4 separate regions of the Zea mays genome follow, and regions 2, 3 and 4 are each linked to region 1. Evidence: chromatin contacts called from public Hi-C data. All regions are on one chromosome and are shown on one strand. Each heading gives the region's core, a stretch centred on a gene start, on an enhancer-like site or on the middle of the called end of the contact. The rest is flanking DNA. Distances are from core to core; before and after follow the strand shown. Region 1 holds the start of LOC103635101 (protein ABC transporter 1, mitochondrial). Region 2 holds the start of LOC103635106 (craniofacial development protein 1). Region 3 holds the start of LOC103635100 (protein transport protein SEC23). Region 4 holds the start of LOC100501719 (Dihydrolipoyl dehydrogenase).

Region 1 (3,058 bases), core at 273-2,772:
CAATATCACTTTCTATACTATCTGCAACCCCAGGGTATTGTATTTTCATGACAACATCTGATCCATCCTTCAAAACTGCTCGATGGACCTGGTTGAAAGAAAAAAGAAATGATATATAAATAAAGGATATGCTTAACACTTTAACAGAGAGAGCAGCACACAACAACATACTTAGTATAATAGAGTGCTAAGATAAATGCTCAAATTTCACAATTGGTGGATTTTTTACATAGGTAGGGCAACTTTCGCTGCTGAACCAACCTGGCCAATGCTAGCTGCAGCTAGCGGTTCATAGTCGAAACTCCTCAACCTGGAGGACCAGTCAGGACCAAGCTCGGCATCAAGGACTGAATTTAGCTGCTTCCTTGGCATAACATCAGCACCTTGACGAACAATATCAAGAGCTGCTAACACCTACATTAAGTTGGTCAAAGATCAATTTGAATACACTTGGTGGACATCACAAGGCTATGGCAAACGAAGCATTAAGCAAAAGGATGGACTAAAACTGTGGCATCAAAATTAAGATCCTACCGGCGGAGGTACAAGGGATTCGTCCTGGATGCTCAGCATCTGCCCCACCTTGAGCGCTGCTCCCCGCATCCTGCAGAGCGCAAGTGCAACACGCTCGGCATTCTGATCAGACAAGAATGGGGAGAGCGCTGATCGCTTGCCCTCTGTGTCCACCGGGGTGCCATACATTACCCGACGGGCCGACTCCTGAACAGTGCCCCACGCTAACCCGGCGCCCAGTCCTGCAAACCTTAGTTGTACCGGCACATCACCAAAAAAAAAAAGACACAAATCATTCATCATCTCCAATTCAGATGAGCAGACTCAAACTGAAACAAACGTGCATTATTTTAAATTTCAGTTGAGATGGATGTGAGTTCAATACCGTACCCGAGTGCTCTGGTGAAGGGCGTGGATGGAACCTTCCGTTCCCGCAGCCGCCTCCTCTTCTCCCCAGGCGCCGCTGAGGCCAAAGGGGGCGCCTGTTGGGGCAAAGGCGAGGGATCGGGAGGAGGTGCCGCAGGTTCGGGCCTGTCCGCCGCGACGGCAGCAGGTTCGGCTGCAACGGAGGCGGTTGTACCAGTTCGGACGGTCTCCTGCGTCCGCGCGGGGTGCGGGGCCTCTTGCGCTGGCGGCGGACGCTCCAGTGCATGATCTTGCGGCGACGCCGTGGCTTCATCGTGGGAGAAGTACACGACGGAGGAGGGGCGGGAGGATTCGGTGGCGGGCAGCGGTCCTGCGCCTGGAGGGTGCGGCGGACGGCGCGGGGTGCCTCTGGTGAGGCCGGCGAGGTCGGTGGTGGCAAGGAGCGCAGACCTGAGGACATCACGCAGGGAGGTACCCCGCGTGGCCTCGCGCGCGACGAGGGCGACACCGTCGAGCAGGCGCCGGAGATCCCTGGACGCCATGGAAAGGGAAGGCGTGGAAGGCCCCTGGACCAGGAACCAGAGCGGAGCTGCGTGGTCCGCGGAGGCGGGGCAAGCGCGGTGAGACTCGCACGGGCACGGCACCGCTTGGTGTTGGGCCCCTCACAAGTTTCACTTTGTTGTGGGCCGCCTACGTGGCTTGTTAGCTAGGCCGAAGCCCATCAGTGGTCTAGTTGCTTCCACGACAATGGCTACCGCCGGCCTCAAACGTAAACCATTATCATTATTAAACGTAAATCATTATCATTCACGTTACATTTCATAAATAAAACAGCATCTAATAAGTTAGTTGATAGCTTTTGATAGTGTCCTGCATGGTCAGTATGGAGTGGAGACTGCGGACTACATTGAAAGGATAGAGAGAAATACTATTTTTGTAAGTTTTAGCTGATTTTAGTTGTCCAACCCAGCTAATAAACTAATTATTAATTGGGAACCCGATCTTCAAATAATAATGATGTGGTAAATGCACATGATATTATCTTAACTACATATTCAACATTTGAATATATTTTTATATATAGCTTGGAATACTCTGGTTTTACTTTACTGCTCGGTTCTATCTATTCTATATTACTTTATTTCTTCTTCCTTATGGATTTATATACACTGGAATACTCTTGGTTAAAAGACTATGCGCTTGAGGATCATATCTAATTGATATAAGAAACGGCAGTAGAGTCATCTATTGGTGTTTTTAATTTATTCATTTCATTAAAAATTCGGTCGGGAAAGAATGATCGCCCAACCAGCACCATATTAAGAAAAGACCGAAATAATGGTCCTAACCGAAAAAATCATCGAACTTTGGCTTTTCTATCACTAATGGGTCGACGTCAACCATCCACTTTGCAATGCCCCAACCGGAGGGTGGCGCATAGGACATCGTAACCTAAGAGTGGATGAGCCACAACAAGGGGATTTTGTAATGTTATTATTCGATGAGCCACACCAAGCCCGAAAATTTGTCCCGGGTGGAATCGAACCTAAGACATGGAGGTGCTACTCGAAAGCCTTAACCACTAGGCTAGAGGTCCTTTCGCATTCATTCATTTCATTAAGACAATTGATTTTGCAACGTTATTATTCGATATTAATAAAGCAATGTGTTTTTTTTGTATATGCACTATATGATGACGCTATGCATGTCATTGCAATCCTAGCACATGTATAGTGAGAATTCGGTTTGGTTCTTAAAATCGTGTGTAATAGAAGTGGTATTCGAGTCGTGCTAACTATAGGACGTGAGCCTAGAACAGATCTAGCCAATAGAAAAAAAATCGCCTAAATATGTGTTTTTGTCAAAAGGTTATTGTTAACTCATCCATACTCATCTATTCAATTCGGAATCTTACCTTGTAAGTCTTATATCTTTTTGTCCATAAGATGGCATATACCAATTAGGCTGCTAGCAAGTGCCCCAAAGGTCATGTCGATTTTGGTTCCAAGGAACCTGTCGGTATCCTGAAACTAGGGTACCCCTTACTACTATATAAAGACGCAGTACCCACACGACTATCTTTAGTCACGTGGTAAAAGAGCTGTATGTGGGACCAGGCCATGACTCGCCCCAGCCTCGGGTGACTACTCTGGGCCAGTAAACAGCGCCTGACCCCACC
Region 2 (3,341 bases), core at 249-2,748, 320 kb after region 1:
TCTATATAAGGAGAGGGATTGTATCAATTGAAGATAAGCAAGAGATTAAAAAGAAATCCCTTCTCTCTTGCCGGACGTGGGGAAATCCCTGCGGCCGGCCTCCCAGCGCCCCTAAACCTAGCCGTTACCCTCAAACCCCTCGCAGGTCACCCATTGAACGGTACCGCGAGTACTGTAGCACTGTCCAGCGCTGGTGCTACTCATCCATGTGAACAGTGCCACGCTTCCCCAGCCAACAGCCTGGCGACAAGTGTCGGGGTCCTAGTCCTAGACCCCAAACTTACCGCTCGTACTACCTCCGTAACCCTAGATTGATAACAAAAGGTCACCACGCTCAAGTAGCTTGGAGGTCAAAACTGATTCTACTGGAAGTTATCTGATCAAATCTTTTAATTGGTTTTTTATTCTAAGGGGCTGTTTGGTTTCTAGGGACTAATGTTTAGTCCCTTCATTTTATTCCATTTTAGTCTATAAATTGCCAAATATAGAAACTAAAATATATTTTTAGTTTCTATATTTAGCAATTTTGGAACTAAAATAGAATAAAATGTAGGGACTAAAAATTAGTCCCTAGAAACCAAACACCCCCTAAATAGGGAGTTGTGTTGTTTCTTATTCTTGTGCTGGCTACACAAATGGTTTACTCTCTCCATCTGTGAGAAAGGAATGGTGAAGTTAACAGGACTAAGTGCTAAAAGGTCAGAACCCTTACAAACATGTTCTCGAGGGACAAAACAAAAAATGAACTGCATGTTCCAACATAACCATCTTGCAATGCATCCCACAAACCCAGGGGCCTGTTTATGCATTTCAGGCTGTTATCTCATCCTAATTAAGCGCCTTGCATAAATTAGTCATCGTATCTGAAGAGGTAAAACTGCAGACTTGTCCTATCAACAATCCTCTTTGTCCCGGAGCGGTGGAGCTGAAGCATGAAAAGGAGTACTTTCACATCCATGGTAGGACAAACTGTAGGTACGCTGTTAACAATCTAATGGCAAGGTTTGACCATATGCATTATCTAATCCTAATGCAGCCACTGTACAAGGGAAAGCAAGTAACGAACAGTAATCTTATCAGGAGCCGTACAGGACTGCGATACCCAGCACACACATACATGTTACAAATTACAGAGAGGAAGATCCCTGCACTCAAGGTGGAATTGGACGCGCAAATCCCACAAGGAGCGCACCAACTAACTTGTCATCTCCCTTTCCATTTTTTTTACCTGCGAGGAACTGCAATTCCATGGATTCAACCAAGCAAAAGCATTCCATGCATCCAATATTTGTTTGGGGATTAGTACCTGAGGCTCCCACGTCGCCTATAGAGCTAGTTGACGCCATCTCCGAATCAATCCCTCGCCTCCCCGGCGGTTGTTGCTTCGGCTCCGCTCGGGACTCGGCCGGCGGAAGCGGAGGTGTCGCCGCAGCAAGACAGAGAAAGAGAGAGGAGAGGATAAACGAACTGGGGCACAAAAGTTACGAGGCCCAAACCAACCTCCGGGGGAACACAAAAGGGATTAGAAAATGAAGCGCATGCGGCCCAACTCTCATCACAGGAGGCCCATATGTGCCGTCCGATCCAAATCCTTTTGGATCCAGTGGGAGAGAGCACCCGACCCGAGCTATAAAAGAATCATCTCTCCCCTCTTGAACCCTAGCCTCCGCCCATACACACACAGCCCCATCCCGCCGCCGCAGGCGAGAACCAGCGCCACCTTAGGTTAGGGCGGCCGCCGCCGGAGAAGTGCGCGGTTGCCAAGATGCAGATCTTCGTGAAGACCCTGACGGGGAAGACCATCACGCTGGAGGTGGAGTCCTCGGACACCATCGACAACGTGAAGGCCAAGATCCAGGACAAGGAGGGCATCCCGCCGGACCAGCAGCGCCTCATCTTCGCCGGCAAACAGCTCGAGGATGGCCGCACCCTCGCCGACTACAACATCCAGAAGGAGTCGACGCTGCACCTGGTGCTCCGCCTCAGGGGAGGCGCCAAGAAGCGCAAGAAGAAGACGTACACCAAGCCCAAGAAGATCAAGCACAAGCACAAGAAGGTGAAGCTGGCCGTGCTCCAGTTCTACAAGGTTGACGACGCCACCGGCAAGGTCACCCGCCTCCGCAAGGAGTGCCCCAACGCCGAGTGCGGCGCGGGGGTCTTCATGGCCAACCACTTCGACCGCCACTACTGCGGTAAGTGTGGCCTCACCTACGTCTACAACCAGCAGGCGTAGGATGCCCCTCCTTTCTGTCGGGAAGGAAAATGGGAAGTCTTGCTAGGTGATAATCCTTTTTGCTTTGTTTTGTTTTGTTGCAATGGTAGTAGTTTCTTGGAACAGAACACCTGTATCTCTTTTGGCGACGCGTAGTTTGGGTTTAATTATATCATGTTGTTATGGGTCCTGTCAAGCACTGTTGAATTCGAATGGTTTTTGAATTAATCTTGTACTATGTTTTTATGATGCCATTCTCGGCCCCTGAATTAATTTGCGAATTACTGTGTGCAATCGATCGGATACATGTCGCTATTCGTTTTGTTTAGCATGTGATGACTCGTATCGTCGTATGCTTGCAAAACGGTGCTGCTTCTGGTTACTATCATGTCTTTTGTTTAAATAGTGTATGCCGCGCGCCGCGATGTCAAAATCGTCTGTGAGATCTTAAATTGTACATAAGTATTATGTCTGAATTAAGAACCAGGTGCACAATTTTTTTTAGAGGTCTAAGGCAATAACATAAAAGTCAAGAGCACATAAGCGTTTGGTAGCATCAGCAATATTTATCATGAGGACTAAAGTCATGGATATGAGTTCGAAAATGACCAAGTGGGTGACCTTTAAAATAACATTTGGAACGAAAAACATTAATATGTACGAAACATAGTTCGTCAGTGAGTGAATCTCTACTTAGTAAGGGGCAAAGTATAAATGAATCTAATGGTCTCAAGTGAACCCCCTCCCAAAAAAAAATGCCTTTGCGTTTGTCACATCTGAAGCAACATTACACACTCAGTAAAGTTAAAAACTAAAATAGGAACTCAATAGCTAGAAGTTGATATCCAAACAGTGCCCCCCCTATCTTCTGGTAAACGAAATCAGATGCGTTCAGAACCTTGTTCAAAAGTTAGCAGGATGGATTCTGAACCAGGATGGATTCTGAACCGGTTTTTTTTTGTTAGGAAGTACTATTTTCAAATGTTCTGCATTTGTCCGCATCCATGCAAGTGGAACATACACGACTATCAAAAAATAAAAAAAATAAAAAAAATACTTGATGAATGAAACACTCACCGGTGTCTTCCGACCTCCTGGTCTGATATGATGAGCGGAGGATGCCTAAGGA
Region 3 (3,224 bases), core at 547-3,046, 270 kb before region 1:
TAAACTAGAACTAGACTAGAACTACTCCTAGGAAATAAATGCGAAATAGAAGTGTTATTGATTCGATTGATTCCTCCAAATCGGCCGTATACCTCTCTATTTATAGAGGAGGGGGGCTCCTCTGAGCAGAGAGCACCGCTGTTGGTTCGTGTTGAGTGATTGGCGCTCTAAAAAGGTGTCAACATACTTTTTGGCGACTCCGCTGGGGTCAACACGTCTAGACCCATCAAATTGGCCCTCAATGGCCGGTTCAAGGGATTGTTCTGAAGTCTCCCCCAGCAACATTATAGAGTCGACTTGGGAAACCTTGCCGGCTGACGAACAGCTCCAGTTCAAGGAGCATAAGGAGCAGCTGATTCAAGAGGCGAGAGCAAAGTTCCTGGCCAACTTCAAGGTGAACAGGAACAATAAAGTCGTCCGACAACGGGCGACGGATCCGGCTTCGCTCCGACCCACACCAGATATCCCCAATGTAAGTAATACAAACGAGCTACAATCTCTTAAGAATTATGTAGATGAACAGCAAGAACAAATGCAGAATATCATAGGGGGTATGCAAAATGATTATAGGAGACTAGTACGTGCATTTGATAAATCTAGTATAGCAAATTTTCCTTCGCACGAGGTTGAATTAGGGGGTAACACACGTAATACATTCCGAGCTAATTCCGTAAATCTAGCTAACAACCGTAGCACAAAACTCGGAACCCTAAACTGCTCTGCGCACGCGCGGACCGTCCGGCCCACAGGCGCGGACCGTCCGGACCGCGGGCCGTCTGACCTCAGGGCCGGACCGTCCGCCAGCTCAATTTAGTGCTGAACACATAGTAAAACATCAAATATCTCAATGCCACATCCCAACGATCACACTACGAAACACCACTCGAGGCCACTTCAAACTTTGATCGAGGGTATGGTTTGACCATCTTCTGAAAACAGATTTTGAGACCAGCTCACCAAATTGAACTGATCCCTCGGGGCTAGTGTTAGAGCGAAGGACAAACACGACCTCGATCATACTTTGATCAGACTTATCCGGCTACAATTAATCATATTTTAGCGCAGGGTTAGCCTGTAAGCCCCTTTGATTCTATAGTATGTTTAGGTTAATGTACCTTACAACTCTGTTAACCCTATTGAGGTAAATATTCTCATAATGTAGCAGATAATCGAATGTTTAATGATATTTGGAACCCAACAATTCGCTCCATTACCTATAAATACCTAACCGCGACGACTTGTGTTACATTTTGCATTGCACACAGAAAGCAAGGCGTTGTTGCCTCCTAGGGATGGCAATTCTGCCCGCGGGCACGTGTATTCGCGGGTTTCGTACCCGATGGTCATGTATACGAGTAAGAAATCTCGCCCACGGGTAAGGATACAAGCAACACTTCTCACTCGCGGGTAATTGACGGATATAAAATTTCGCCCGCAGGTATTACTCATCCGCTTAATTTACTAGCCCGTCAAAATATCCCCATGCCACCGGCCCACAGGCTACATCCTAGTCGATTATGTTTGTCGACTTATGTTTGAGACTTATATTTGTGGATGATCGATCGTGTTTGTGGACTTTGAAGTTTGAACTATATTTCTTGCCAATATATTATGTCTGTCAAGTTGTTGATGTTTTTGGTGAAATGAATATGACCACATACTCGTATGGTATTTTCTGGCGAGTACAGGTACGGGGCGAAAATTTTACCCGCAAGCTCTCACGAGCACGGGTAAACACTAGGGACGCGAATATATTGGCGGACGAATAAATAACTTACTCGCACTTTATCCGACCTGCTGCCATCCCTGGTGCCTCCACCCTCCCGCCTCGAGAGTCCAGAGTTGAACCAGCTTCCCTGCCTGGCTGCATTTGCAAACGGTAGGAACCCAGCCGGCCTACCCGCGCCGTCGGGCCGCAAGCATTTCTACTAATCTGCTCTTCTCGTAGACAGAAAACCCGCGAGCCCCGAGCCCCGACCAATAGGAAGCCGAGGTCCAGCCGTAGTGACGTCGATTTCGATTAACCCGAGCGGCGCAAATCCGGTGTCACCGAAGCACATCTTCCATCTCCAGCAATTCTTCCTTCCTCCTCGTCGCATTCCACGTCCGGATCTCAAATTGTCCCATCCCGTGCTCCTCCTCCCCGATCCCATCCCTCCGCTCCAGATCCGCACGCCGCCACCGGATCCGCAGCCAGCGCGGCCGGCATGGAGGAGACGCCGCCGGGGCAGCGCCCGCAGCCGCCGCCGGCGCACGCGTCTCCTCCGTTCGCCTCGGCGCCCTTCACACCGCCGCCGCGCGTCTTCTCTCCAGGCCTCGCCGCCGCGCGGGGCACGCCCAGCCCCGGCTCGGGGCCCGGCCACGCGCTGCCGCACCTCAGCACGCCACCCGGCCCGCCCGTCTTCTCCTCGCCGCTGCGCCCTGCGGCCGTGCCCTTCCGCGCCACCCCGGCCTCTCCCCACCCCGTGTCCTTCGCCGCTTCGGGGGGCTACTCCTCGTCCTCCTCCGCCACTGCCGCTACCACCGCCTCCCTCCCCACCTCATCAGCGCCGCACTTTCTCAACGGCGCTGCCACGCTTCACGGGGACCATGCCCCTGCGCCATCATCAATCCAGGGAGACGGCCTCGACAGTCCCTATGTACAGTTCTCCGCAAACAAGGTGAACGCCCTTCTACATCTCAACTGTGGTGTGTACAAATAAGCACAGTGCCATTTCGATCAGATCACAAATTCGTTCATGGATACAAAGCATGCCTCCACCCGCACACCCATTTACATGGTTTTGGAAGCCAGCGTTGATTCTGGTTTGCCTTTTGCTATTCTAGGTTCTGAAGCAGAAGAAGCTGCTCAATGCCCCTAGCTTGGGGTTCGGAGCTCTGGTTTCTCCAGGGAAGGAGGTGTCACCTGGCCCAGAGGTTGTGGAGCGTGATCCACGCCGTTGCCTGAACTGTGGCGCCTATGTGAACTTGTACTGTGATGTCCAGATCGGCTCCGGGCAGTGGCAATGCGTCATTTGCAAGAAGCTCAATGGCAGCGAGGGGGAATTCGTTGTCTCCAGCAAGCAGGACCTGCTCCAGTGGCCAGAGCTTGCATCCACGACTGTGGATTATGTGCAGGTGGGGAACAGGCGTCCAGGCTTTGTCCCAGTGTCTGACACGAGGGTGTCCGGCCCCATTTTTATCCTCATAGATGAATGCCTCGATGAGGCGCACCTGCAGCATCT
Region 4 (3,386 bases), core at 74-2,573, 420 kb after region 1:
CATGTATTGTAAAGCATGGATAAAATCGGAAGTGTCCTAAACGAAAATGGTCATAATGTCATTTGGCTGAAGTAAACAGTGTATAAATCCAATATCAAATATGCTCATCTCAAATCCCAAAAAAATGAAATGAACATTACTAGGTTGATGATCCCAGGAGATACTACAATATAAATCTTACATTCGAGTTATTGAATGAATGGAAGCCTCTAACCAAGAAATCTAAATCCCATGTAATCCACTTATACCATAAAAATGAAGAATGTCGCTGGATGATCTCATGAAAACTATCAACTTACATGTCTTTAAGGAGCTTGTCTCCAATACAAATATAAGATACTCAACACATAGACATGAACAATACTCTACAGCAAGTAAAAAGCGGGGAAGACAAAGCGCTTCCATTTATGCTGCACTGCATAGGTAGCCAGGTTGCCAAAATACGGCCAGTCATTTTTCCATGAAGGTAGCCAAGTTGCCAAAATATTTGTTCATGCCTGTGATGTACACAAAACAATACCGGCAACTTCAATGATGCTGTACTAAAAAATATCACCAAGGAGACGCCAACAAACCAAATTTCAAAGAAACACACATAAACAAGCACTTAATACAATATCTCGCACAAGATTCGGGATGGAAACAGAAGCAGAGACAAACTGAACACTTTTAAGCATAACAGGAGACTGGTTCATAATTAATACCAATAATTCACATATATTTTGAACAAAAATTTATGTGCAATCACGCGTGCAGAGGGACACAGTATTTGACAACTAATGCTGTGAAACTGCTTCTGAAATCCTAATAGCAGTGTAAAAAGCTCTCAGGATCACCAACTTTATCCGCTGGTTAAAGCACACGCCCAAACAACAGCATCATCAAGGGCCTAACAGGTTAGGTTCACCGCCATATGACCTAGTGTAGCCCCAAATCAACCGCGATTCTCAGACTCTGACAGATCTAACACCCAAAGTCATACATCACGTAGCAACAAAGAGATTGGTGTAGTACAGCAATGGGGGCAGGAGAGGGAGACGGCGAGCTAGGGCATCACCTTGGATGGAATGCATCCGACGTTGAGACAGGTCCCGCCGAGGGTGCCCCTCTTCTCGATGCAGGTGGTCTTGAGCCCCAGCTGCGCGGCCTTGATCGCCGCCACGTACCCTCCGGGCCCGCCACCCACCACCACCACATCGCTCTCCTCGCCCGCCGCCGCGTACGCCCTCCAGGCGGACAAGGCCGCCTGCGGCCGCCGCAGCACGGCCTCCGCGGCACGCCGCCTCGCTAGGATCGCCAGCATCATCTCTCTCCGCGGGCGCTTCCTTGGCCGTCCCTGCCCGAAGAAAAGATCCTTGTGCGCTGGAGAGAGAGGGAGGAAGGGAGAGAGTTGAGATGGGAAGAAGAGGGGGTGGGCGTGGGGAAATGGAACGGAGGAAGCAAAAGCAAAAAGGAAAGCAACCAAGGGCCTTGGAAGCACCTGTTTTTAAAAAACTAGTTTATGGAATTGATATAGTTCTAAATATATATTTGTGCCTTATAAAAGTTTATAGAAACTGATTCTTAAAAATCTGGAAGCTAGCCTCTCCTAGCTAATGCTAATTTATAAAAACTGTGATAGTTTCAAATATCATTAACCAATTTTTTTGCATAAACTAGTTTCTAGAAACTGTAGATACTGGATTCTTAAAAACTAAGGTGCTGTTTGGTTCAAAAAATGTAACGCAAATGGTAATGGTAATGGTTTCGGCTCGATTACTGGCGGTAACAAATTTGAATAAGCTGGTATCAAATTATAGCGTGGTATCTGATTACGGTTGGACTAAAACAAACATGATTTAACGTTATCCGTTACCTATTACGTTACAATTATGTGAACCAAACAGCACCTAAGTTGCTTCCAAACACGGCTCTAAGAATCCAGTTTCTATAAATTGGTTTATAAAAAACTAGTTAATGGTATTTATAACCACCTCAGTTTTCATAAACTAGTTTTAGCAAGGGATGTTAGCTTCTTGGTTTTTAAGAAACCAAGAATCCAGTTTCTATAAACTGAGACATAAACTGGTATATTTGGAACCACCTCAGTTTCATAAATCAGTTTCGTAAAAACTGGGTGCTTCCAAACATGCCCTAAGGCTATTCCAAACCCATGGTTTCTTGCACCATATCATATGCTACTATAGAATATATAATTGTTCCAATACATAGTATTATACATTATTTTATACCTCCTACAAGACAATTAAATGCTAGATATGTACGAAAGTATGAATTGTAGGCTACTTAGATGGTTCTGATTTTAATGTCTATGATATCATGCCAGAGTGGTATCTCAACATGATATCGCTTTATTCTCTCACCTCTTTGACTCACATGCCACATCAGCAACATATCCTACGTGGTACATATTAAAGTCTATGATACTGTTGGCATCGATCCGGGCGCCAATCACTAGGAGTTGTTTTGCTTGCTAGGCTCTATGCAGCAGCGTGGACGGTCCATGGCGCAGGATCGGACAGTCCGCGACCTAGCGATAGGAGCGGGTTTCTCTGCGTCGAGTCGGACGGTCTGCGTCTAGTGGTCGGACAGTCCGCGTGTGCGCAGGGGCGACGGCGTTCGCCAACAGCACCTGGATCTCACCTCTCGGGAGGGACCCCGTCAGGGAGGAGAGATCCTAGGGTTTGTCTTATGATTGGCAGACCACCCAAGATGACGTAGAGTCGAAGAGAGGTAAAGATTGAGATGAAGAAGGCTACGTTACTGGCTACTCCTAGGGCAAAAAGTAAAGGAACGGAAGATATATTGAATTGATTCGATTATTGATGTCTACGATTGATCGTACCCCTTCATATATATATAAGGGGGAGGTCTAGACTTGCTCCTAGGCGTTCCCCAACAGAATCTGCGAGTTTAGATGCATAAACACGCACGATAAAGGGGTTAATCATGTCTGATCTAATCAACTTGCGAACTGTTCGCACCTAGGGGTAGACCATTCGCGGCTCGGACCGTCAGACCACAAAGCCGGACCGCCCGGCCTTTCCCAGGTGGCAGATATGGTGATCAACAAACACATGCCCCCTCCCTTTTGGGAAAGCTGAGTGAACCCAAAGCATCTGGTACAAGGCATTAGCAACCTGATGTGTAAACATCTGTTATCTAAGCATCCTGCCACACACTTGGATGATAATGCTTCAAGAAATAGCCATTTAATGCTTTAGGTAGTTCTTCACCTTGCAAAGTCTACAACATATATGCATTACCAAATATTACATGTGTGATTTTGTGAGGTCGTTCCCAGCTTGGGGACCAGTTGCCAAACATCTGATCCCTGCTCCTTAGTGGCAGGACTATTTTCCAGACAAGGTATGCGATTTGGAATG

The links. A called contact is a pair of places that touch in the nucleus more often than the background predicts.
Region 2: a contact with region 1 is called in a Hi-C map of ear, with 3 times the contacts expected there. The contact joins the promoter of LOC103635106 here to the promoter of LOC103635101 in region 1. A contact is called at or near these places in 6 of 25 Hi-C or Micro-C datasets (bundle sheath, ear, endosperm and 2 more) and 1 of 3 datasets of contacts at active chromatin or transcription factors (leaf).
Region 3: a Hi-C map of endosperm shows a contact between it and region 1, with 3 times the contacts expected there. The contact joins the promoter of LOC103635100 here to the promoter of LOC103635101 in region 1. A contact is called at or near these places in 6 of 25 Hi-C or Micro-C datasets (bundle sheath, ear, endosperm and 2 more).
Region 4: a Hi-C map of endosperm shows a contact between it and region 1, with 4 times the contacts expected there. The contact joins the promoter of LOC100501719 here to the promoter of LOC103635101 in region 1. A contact is called at or near these places in 2 of 25 Hi-C or Micro-C datasets (ear and endosperm).

Annotation. Positions count from the first base shown.
Region 1 is chr8:39,874,545-39,877,602 of Zm-B73-REFERENCE-NAM-5.0, forward strand. It overlaps LOC103635101 (protein ABC transporter 1, mitochondrial), which reads right to left and starts at 1,523. Exons shown (of 8, transcript XM_020542570.3): 1 at 904-1,523; 2 at 535-763; 3 at 262-414; 4 at 1-88. The coding sequence starts at 1,421.
Region 2 is chr8:40,193,259-40,196,599 of Zm-B73-REFERENCE-NAM-5.0, forward strand. LOC103635106 (craniofacial development protein 1) reads right to left here and starts at 1,499. Exons shown (of 4, transcript XM_008657651.4): 1 at 1,307-1,499. The coding sequence starts at 1,346. LOC101027200 (ubiquitin-40S ribosomal protein S27a-like) reads left to right here and starts at 1,680. Exons shown (of 1, transcript NM_001112002.2): 1 at 1,680-2,466. The coding sequence starts at 1,766. The coding sequence ends at 2,233.
Region 3 is chr8:39,601,895-39,605,118 of Zm-B73-REFERENCE-NAM-5.0, forward strand. It overlaps LOC103635100 (protein transport protein SEC23), which reads left to right and starts at 1,797. Exons shown (of 5, transcript XM_008657643.4): 1 at 1,797-2,660; 2 at 2,827-3,224. The coding sequence starts at 2,208.
Region 4 is chr8:40,295,579-40,298,964 of Zm-B73-REFERENCE-NAM-5.0, forward strand. It overlaps LOC100501719 (Dihydrolipoyl dehydrogenase), which reads right to left and starts at 1,324. Exons shown (of 2, transcript NM_001365525.1): 1 at 1,058-1,324; 2 at 1-497. The coding sequence starts at 3.